Regions from separate parts of the Athene noctua genome. Here region 2 is linked to region 1. A link is a contact called in public Hi-C data. All regions are on one chromosome and are shown on one strand. Each heading gives the region's core, a stretch centred on a gene start, on an enhancer-like site or on the middle of the called end of the contact. The rest is flanking DNA. Distances are from core to core; before and after follow the strand shown. Region 1 holds the start of ERN1 (endoplasmic reticulum to nucleus signaling 1). Region 2 holds the start of DDX5 (DEAD-box helicase 5).

The links. A called contact is a pair of places that touch in the nucleus more often than the background predicts.
Region 2: a contact with region 1 is called in a Hi-C map of heart, with 2.5 times the contacts expected there. The contact joins the promoter of DDX5 here to the promoter of ERN1 in region 1. A contact is called at or near these places in 2 of 2 Hi-C or Micro-C datasets (heart and liver).

Annotation. Positions count from the first base shown.
Region 1 is chr18:10,529,851-10,534,220 of bAthNoc1.hap1.1, reverse strand. ERN1 (endoplasmic reticulum to nucleus signaling 1) reads left to right here and starts at 2,110. Exons shown (of 22, transcript XM_074921912.1): 1 at 2,110-2,256. The coding sequence starts at 2,176. It overlaps LOC141968112 (small nucleolar RNA SNORD104), which reads right to left and starts at 273; the gene lies at 212-273. It overlaps LOC141968113 (small nucleolar RNA SNORA50), which reads right to left and starts at 28; the gene lies at 1-28.
Region 2 is chr18:10,672,370-10,676,914 of bAthNoc1.hap1.1, reverse strand. DDX5 (DEAD-box helicase 5) reads left to right here and starts at 1,807. Exons shown (of 13, transcript XM_074921793.1): 1 at 1,807-1,933; 2 at 3,492-3,657; 3 at 3,796-3,892; 4 at 3,971-4,104; 5 at 4,225-4,290. The coding sequence starts at 1,926.

The DNA of each region.
Region 1 (4,370 bases), core at 861-3,360:
GCACCCCGCCGGGTCAAAGGCAGTGCGGGACACGGGCCGAGACGCGCGCAAGGACCAGCCGGACACGTTCGCGGGGTGCACGACAGCTTTATTTGACGGGCCGCTCGCCGCCGCCGGTCGCCACACGGGCCCTGCAAGACACGGAGGGAAACGGGGAGGTTACAGACGCCGTGCACCGCAGCCGCCCCGCGCGGTGGGCGGCAGCCTGGGCGCTCAGTAGTAGGTTTGCTTCATGCATGTCAGCAGTCTAACACGTGTCAAGGACATCAGCGCGGCCCGGCCCGGCCTGCCCGCCCGCCCCCCGCCGCCAGCCCAGCGCTCACCTCCGCCCGCCGCGCCGACAGAAAGGCCGAGGCTCCGCGGAGCTCCCTTTTATAGACAACCGGCGCCCCGCCCCTCAGTGTTTCGCCCAATAGGATTCAAATCCGGGGGGCACGTGCTCATCCGGGTGCGGTTGCGCGCGGAGGCGGGAAGAGGCTGAGGGGGCTCTGGGGGTGCTCCCCCCCCCCCCCGCGTTGGTGTGGCTTTATTCGCCTTTTCAGAAACAATAGTGCTCTTTCCTTTAGTAGTTTTCTCTATCGCGTTGATCTTTGATTAAAAAATAGGGCTTAATATTAAAAATGTAAAAGCTTAGGCCCCGCTCGGACCTCAGAGGCGGTTCCGCAGTTTCTGGGCAGAGGTGCGAGGGGAGCGGGAGGGCCCGCGGTACCGCTCCTCTCGCCTTGGTTTTGACGTTTCTCCTACCTCCCGTGAGGCCGTTGGGAGGCACTCCCGTTAAATAACTACGGTTCGATGTGGCGCTCGCAGTGTTTGCGCAGCTGAAAAACTTCCTTAACGTAGCGCGGCATGAAATTCAGCTCGAGAGGTAATGGTACCAATTTTCAGAGTTGAGGGCCGGGCCGGCAGCTACGAGTTTTTTTTTTTTTCCCGGGGAAGGTGGAGGCCGGCGAGCAGGGAAATGCTGCCATCCTGCGGTACCGGCCGAGCCCGAAGCCGGGAGCTGAGCGAAGGCAGCGCGGCGAGAGCGCTAACACCGCGGGCCTCGGATCTCGCACAACACGCGTGTGCTTTCCACAGAGGCACAGCTGCCCGCGTTGACCGCCGCTGTGCATGGTTATGAGGACTTTCCGTCGTGTGGTAGAGGTCTAGATGTGTGCCTTGTCCGTGCTGTTACCATGGCACGCGTAATGCAGCGTGTTAGCTGGCCTGCTTGTTCTCAAATGCTGCAAATCCCAGTCCTCCATAAAGAAACCCATCTGTCAGTACCGGGGAACTGAAATCTGTGTGGTTTGTACCTCCAGGATGTTTTTATGTATTCATACTTGCAGGTTAGATCATTAATTATGCCTCCTGCCCGTATAACCAAAGGCACACATTAAGAGGGAGCTGCCAGAGCTGATCTGTTCCGTGCAGGCTGCACATTTAGCACTCGGTGTGCTCTGCGGCTCCATTAGTGGTATCAGTATTAAAAAGCAAACAATATGTAGCAAGGACAAAGTGGCTTTGTTATATAAATAGGCACCTGAAAGCTAAGCCTTTACCAAACAGTGTTTCTAAAGCTGCTTCGATTTGGTTCAGTAATTTTTGTGTTTATTTTTATCAGTTCCGAGGAGTTTGGACCTGGTTTTTGGTTCAGAGAGGCACGTTACTTGTTTTTGCATTTATTTAAGGCATTTGCAAGGCACACCAGGGTCAACAGTGACTTTGTCAAAACAGGAGCCGTGCCAAATAAATTTGACCCGATCTGCTTTGAAAGCGAAAAATCGATAGCTGGGGGAGGGCGGCAATTCGTCGAGCCCGAATTTACCCACAAGGTGTTTTAAACCCCCCAAACAACCAGCGGCAGCCAGCCAGCTGTCATCGCCCCCCCCCCGCCGCTCCCCCCCGGGCCGGCGGCAGTTTGGTCGGGGCTTGGCACAGAGCGGGCGGCTCCGGCAGCGGAACGAAGCCGCGAGGCCCCGCTGGCCGCAGCTCCCCGGGGAGCCCGAAGGCACCGCCGGGAGGCTGGGGGGGGTCGCACGGGCAGTACCTGCGCCGGGCCGGGCCGGGCCACCGACGTCACCGCGGGCGGCCCCGCCGCGCCCCGCCCCGCCGCGCGGGTGGCGCCGGACACGCGGCGGGCGCAGGCTGCGCGGCGCGGGGGGAGCGGGCTGCGCGCCCCCGCGGGTGGCAGCCATGGAGCCGCGCCGCCCCCCGCCGTTCCTGCTTCTCCTCCGCCTGGGCGCGCTGCTGGTGCTGCTCTCGCCGAGGCCCGGGGTAAGCGAGGCGCGGCCCGGGCCGAGCCTGCCCGCTGGGCCTGGGGCGCCGGCGGCCGCGGTGCAGCCGCCGCGGTGCGCCCGGCCGCGGGTCGCTCGGGGCGCGGGGACGGCCGAGCCGGGCAGGGCCGGCGGAGGCCGCCCCCCGCGCAGGCCGGGCCCCCCGCGCGCGGGGAGGGGAGTCGCGGGCTGTAGGAACGGCCCGGTGGGCTCCTGCCGGCGCTCTGCCGTCGGTGCGCATCGGCGGTTTGCGAAGCCAGCGCGCTGCCCGTTTTCCTGCCGTTAGCGCGGGGTGCGCCGGGGTGGGGGGCTGCGGGGTGCCAGCCCGGTCCGGGCCAACCCTCTGCCTGTTCCACGGAACGCGTACCCCAACATGTAGCGTGAGCGCTAACCCTCGAAATAGAAAATAGAGTTAACTTCCCAGAAAGTGGTTGATAAAAGTAGGACAAAGAAACTTTTGGAAGCTGAAAGTGTGTAGGTGTTTAGAGGAGTTTCTGAGACATGCTGGATCTTTGCTCTGTCCCCTCATTACATCATAAGTGAGGAGGATTCTTTGCTTTCCGATAAAACCCCGGTGTATGTGTGTTGGTATCCAAACAGCCATGGCTCGCTGCCTGCCCTGCTGACCGTCTTACGGCATTTCGATCCTTCTGTTTCAGAGCGGAGACAGCAATGTGCACTAAGTGTCCATCGAGTAGGTTGGTATCCAAAAGAGACTACAGTTCTGAATTCAAAGGTGAAAGTCGAAGTGCACAAGTCGCTGCCTCTACACAACCTCTTAAGAGGCTGGTTATAAGGTACGGCGTGGGGTAATAAAAGCACAGGGAATAGTGAAACTGGTGAGAGCAGATGGAATGCGGAGCAGGTTATTTGTACGGAGGTAATAATTTTAAACAGCGTACTTTAAAATGGGTGCCGTCTACTGTGTGTACACTGAGATGAAAAACTTAAGTATTCAAACATTCTGAAAGGTGCTTTCCTTTGTAAATTCTCAGGATCAGGAGACAATGAAAAGGCCAGCTGGCGTTTGCTGTTTCCATTATACTGAGTGTGACAGAGGAAAGTTTTAGGTTATGTTGTTTGATGGATTGTTCATTGTTACCTGAAAATGCTGGTGTAATAGATGAGGTTATAGTTCAGGTTAAGCAAAGCTGAAGGCTTTTTTACCTGGGATATAATAGCTCCATTGCCCTTCTTTAAAAGTAAACACATTTAGTAGTGAAGTTGTATAACGTACCTAGTGTTGTTCCTTCGTTACGAAACTGGAAAAAATTAAACACAGGCGGTCAGCAAAAATTGCTTTAAAATCTTTATGGTGTTAATGTCTTTGCCTTGGTCTGGACTGTAAGGTTGGACTGAGATATCTTCAGGGTCTTGACAGGTTTGCAGTTCAGATTTTGCAAGGAAAACACTGATTTGCAAACTTACAAAATTTTAAAATAGTACTCAATAAGGATACTAAGAAGTATTTTTAAATACCAAAAATACTATTTGAAACAACAGATTATTACTAAATTTTGTATAATTTTACTTGCATAGTCACAAAAACCCGGGCTTGGGCCCCAGTAGAATTCAGCCCCCTTTTTTTTCCCCTGGATTGTCTCTCATCTTGGTCTCTCTGCCCTGACAGCTTACCTCAGATCACTACCTGATCGCAGGTTTTCCATTTCTCAGCTCCCTCTCTAGTCTTTTGCTCTGCCAGCTGTAATCCCCACCATGACTTCCAAGTTAAAATCTATTACATACTTCAGTCCCTTTTCAGAACTAGTTTTCATATCTGTGAACTCTACCCCAGTCATCTCACCTGTGATTAACCCATTTAACTGGGAAGGCTTATGTAGAACTATTAATGTCACTTGAGGAATAAATTTCCATGAAAAAGACTGGCATACAATTCTTGATATTGAGGTGACATGAAGAACATGAGATTGCGTTTTCATTGACTGATTCGCATGAGAATCATTCACATGAGATTGCGTTTTCATTGATCATTCACACAACATGTGATTGTGTTTTCAATAGATTTCTTTTAAGAGTACTGGTGATTTGCTGCTCTGTGTTTTCTTTTTCTGACAAATGTACTGTTACTTTGTACCCCAACTTTAATATTATTTT
Region 2 (4,545 bases), core at 558-3,057, 140 kb before region 1:
TGCTAAGTGGGAACAGCTGTGGCTATTCATAAACAAAAGCCTAATTTAGTTGTTAGTTTGAGGAAGAGATCGTGGAAACATCTAGTAGTATTCTTTGAAGAACCTTGCTCCATTCTTAGCAACAATCAAAAAAAAAAAAAAGGAAAAAGATTAGGAAACAATATATAACAGATCAAAAGCATCTGTATGCCTTCATTATGTAAATCTGTATGGGGCTCAAATCCTGAATCCTTGTTAATAAAGAGAAAATGGCAAGGATAATCAGAAGTGTGGATTTGCTTTTAAAGGAGAGGATAGACTGCAGATCTAGTTTACAAAGGAGGTGACTTAGAAGATATTAATGGCCACAAAGGGTATAAATAAACAGAAATTTATTACTCACCATTTCTAATAACTCATCGGTGCCCCTTGTTCTTACCAGGCAACGTGCTGAGACAGAAAGGAAATGTTTTTCAGGTAGTGTATGATTAAACTGTGAAAGACATTGTCGTGGTATTTTAAAAGCTAAGAGTATAAATAAGACAAAAATGTGAAGAAATGGCCATAAAATACAGTTATTTTTGTCTCAGAAAAGCCTTAAAGCATGGATTGCTAGAAGGTGGGAGGATATAAACAGAGAGTGTTATTACAGCACTTCTTCCTTATGTTGTTTTCATTTGCATTCACCACTGCTTGAAACAGGTGGTCTGGCAATATGACTGCATTTATGCTTCAAGCTTCACCTTTTCCTTTGTGTGCTTTAAGCCTCGGGTAGCAAGATATTCAGGTTATTCCTCGGGCTAGCAAAGCAGGGCAGATAAGCAACACAGTATCCGCTTCAGCTATTTGATGTTTATGATACATGCACTTTCTAAACAGTCCTGTCCTTTAGTGCACTGGTGCACTTCTTGTGACCTTTGAATTGCTTTACTAGCCCTGTTGTGGAATTAGGAGATAAAAATAGTAACTGCTTCCAATCACATGTATTTAATATTTATAAAGGGCAATGGGTAGCAGTCTAAAAGCGCTGCTCGAAGTAGCGTTTAATATCTATCTGCTGTTATGTGTCCAACCTGTTGTGGGGATCTGCGTGTCTGACTTGAGTCTCTGGGAGATCCCGGGTGTGTGGCTGCACCTACCTTTCCTTCAAGTATCAGTTACTAGTTAAAATGTGGTAACTCCACTTAAGCCTGGGTTTCACCTCTTGCAGGAGGCTTTCTACAAACAGTTTATGTGACTGTCGCTGTGAGGCTTTTAGCTCAGGGAACTTCACTGCGGGCAGCTGGGGTCCCTCTGCTCCACCAGCTGCCCTCCGGCCCCAGCCAGGCCTGAACTGAAGCACGCTGCCTCACCGCTGCTCCTGCGCCACAGCTCGCAGCCAAACGGCTCTCTGGGCAAACCGGGAGGCCGAAAGGCATCAAGGTGCAGCGGCCAAGGGCTGGGAGGGGGGAAATCCCCGCTCCCGTCAGGCCAAGGCCCGCTCGCGGCGCGCACAGGCCTCGGCCAAGGGACGAGCCGGCGCCACCAGGCCGCGGGCCGCCAGCGGCTCTGCGCAGGCGCGGCCGCGCGCGCCCTGCCTTGCGGGGGGAGGGGGCCCTCCGGGTGGGGCGCTGCGGGCAGTGACGTCAGCGGAGGCCACGCCCTGAGGAGGAGGGGAACTTCCGGCCGCGAGAGCAGAAGCCGGTCAGTCGGCCGAGCTGTGGCCACGCCCACACGGGAGGGGGCGGGGTTTGGGCCTATCGGGCCGTTACATAAGAGAAGGGGCGGGCCCTGCGGTGGCGTCACCGGCCGGTTCCCAGCAGCCCCCGCGGCCCCCTTATATAACCGGCATCCGGGCGGAGAGGCGCTCTACATTCAGTGCCCCCACCAACGGCGTCGGATCCTGCCCTGCCCTTCGACACCCACTTTAAGTGACCGGGATCGTCTCGCCTACCGCCACCATCGCCATGCCCGGGTATTCCAGCGACAGGGATAGAGGGTGAGTCCGGGGGCCCGGCCGGCGCTAGCCGCCGCCAGCGTCCGGACTCTTATCCTGACTGCGGGGTTCCGGTGGTTGTTTTTTTCAGCCGTTTAAAATGGCGGCGAGTCGTGGGGGTTGGGCCCTGGAGCCCTTCTCCTCAGCACTTGCCGTCCCGAGGCCTCCGGAGCTTCGCGCGGGGAGGCCGGGGAAGGGGAAGTGGTTTAAGGAGCCCTGAACGCCGGCGAGGGCGGCAGCTGTGCGTGGGTGGCGGTGTGATCCGCGGGGGGGCTCGGTCCTTCCGCCTCAGCGCTGCCCCCGCTTGTGTGTGGCGGCTTATGAAGGACGCGGGTGGGGTTTTTTTTTTTTGGTTTTTTTTTTTTTTTTGGAGGAAATGGACTCGCCCTCCCCGCTCTCCAGGGACATACCCCCGGGTGCGGATGGCCCACGCAGAGCTCGATTCTCCCCTCTCCGCCCGTCACTGGGGGTGGGCCGGGGAACGCGGGCTGGCTGGAGGTTTGTGGGTCAGTGGGTTGGCCGGGCGTTTCGTCGGTGCCGAAGCTTTGGGGAGCTCTCGGTAGGGCGGTTCCCTCCTCCTCCCTTCCCCCTCACAAGGGACGGTGGCTCTAGCTGTTGCTGGTAGAAGCCGGCCGGCTCCCGCTTTGTGTTGTGTAAGCGGATGTTAATGGCCGGCCCCGCCATGCGGTGACTGAGGGGAAATCAAAATGCCGGCTGCTGCTGCTGCCTTTGTTCCTCCTCCTCCTCCCCCCGCCCAGCTCAGAGTCTAAAATGGCAGCGGTTGGAAAATGTGGCGTAGACAGAAATGAGAGACAAAGGAAACAGCGCTGGCAGGAAGCAGCGGCCACTCAGCCAGGTCCCCTCTGGGAGCGCTGTGTTGTGCTGGGAAGGATCGCTCCCAGCGCCTGCCCGGCCAAAATTGGGGAGCAATCGGGGCGGGGGAGGGAGCCCCACGCTCGGATCCAGTTTAGCGGTCCTCAGTGCAGGGCTTTGCGTTGCTTCGAGCTGCGCCTCGGGGCTGCCGGGTCAGGCTTTCGAGACGAGGCTTTTCTGAATGGAGGGAGCGAACCTAAAATACTAACGTAAAAATGGCGTGGCCTCGTAAAACATCGTTACCGAGAGAAGTCTCTCTTTTGGGGTACAAGAAAACGCTTTATGGGAAAGTTGCCCCAAGGTTTTGTAAGTGTCTCTGCTCACTTTTTGCAGGCTGACACACAGTGGGAGTGTCACTTGGGTGGGAAACCATTTTGATCATGAGGTAGTACAAAGGTTTTAATGTCCTTTGCCTGTGCGGTAACTTGCTAATAGGCCTTTCAATTTCACTTTAAGGAAGCCACAGACATACGTGTTACCTCAGCCTCTGAACATGAGTTAGTTGTAACTAGGCAGATTGTGGCATCTGAAGTTTCAGTATCCTGCAGGTGGGATTTATAAATTTGAATTGTAAAGTTACAGGATGGACCACAAATATAGCAGTTAAGTTGTGTAAGAGCAGCACCAAAACGTTTCTCTTGGATTAAGGTGTGATCTTCCTTAGGTTTGGAGCCCCTCGTTTTGGAGGAAGTAGAGGTGGACCCCTCTCTGGGAAGAAATTTGGAAACCCTGGGGAGAAACTTACAAAAAAGAAATGGAATTTAGATGAGCTGCCCAAATTTGAGAAGAACTTCTATCAAGAACATCCTGATGTAGTTAGACGTACTGTGGTATGTACCCTAACTCATGCAAAAGTAAACAAAAAGTGCAAACATGCTGAGTGTCATGGGGCCCAGCAAGCGTGGATGGGGTAACTTACAAGTTTGGTATCAAAGCTTATTTCAAAAAATCTTGTTCTTGTCTTGCAGCAAGAAGTTGAACAGTACAGATCAAGCAAAGAAGTCACAGTTAGGGGCCATAACTGTCCAAAACCAATTATAAACTTCTATGAAGCTAACTTTCCTGGTAAGTGAAGACTAGCATACTGGTTATTCTTCTAGACTTGATTAAAACAGTGTCTTAAGTTTCACTTTTCTCTTCAAGCAAATGTTATGGAAGTAATTCAGAGGCAGAACTTCACTGAACCAACTGCTATTCAGGCACAAGGTTGGCCTGTGGCATTGAGTGGATTGGATATGGTTGGAGTGGCACAGACTGGATCAGGGAAAACACTCTCTGTAAGTGTTGGTTGTAGCCTGGAATACTGTTGGATTTCAGCAGTGAAAGTATGGCCTAGCTTAGTGCGGGCTGAACACTTCTGGGAAGAGACTAATGAGACTTTTCTTTCTCCCAAACAGTACTTGTTGCCTGCTATTGTGCATATAAATCATCAGCCATTCCTGGAGCGAGGAGATGGACCTATTGTAAGTATTCCTAAATGAAAGGGGATCTTAATTTCTAGAGAATGGGATTTTTTTTTTTACAGTTCAGTTGTCTGCAGTCATAAGGGTGCATAGCTGTGTTGTGTTTCTCTGTATGACTAAAGCGGTTCCACGTTTTGTTAGGATCCCAAGAACATTCTATAAGGTCTGATTAGGTTGTCCTTAAAATTGTACAGAACGGGGCTAGATGTCCTGTTTTGGAAGTTGCAATCCCCTGGGAGCTAGTGACTTTCAGGT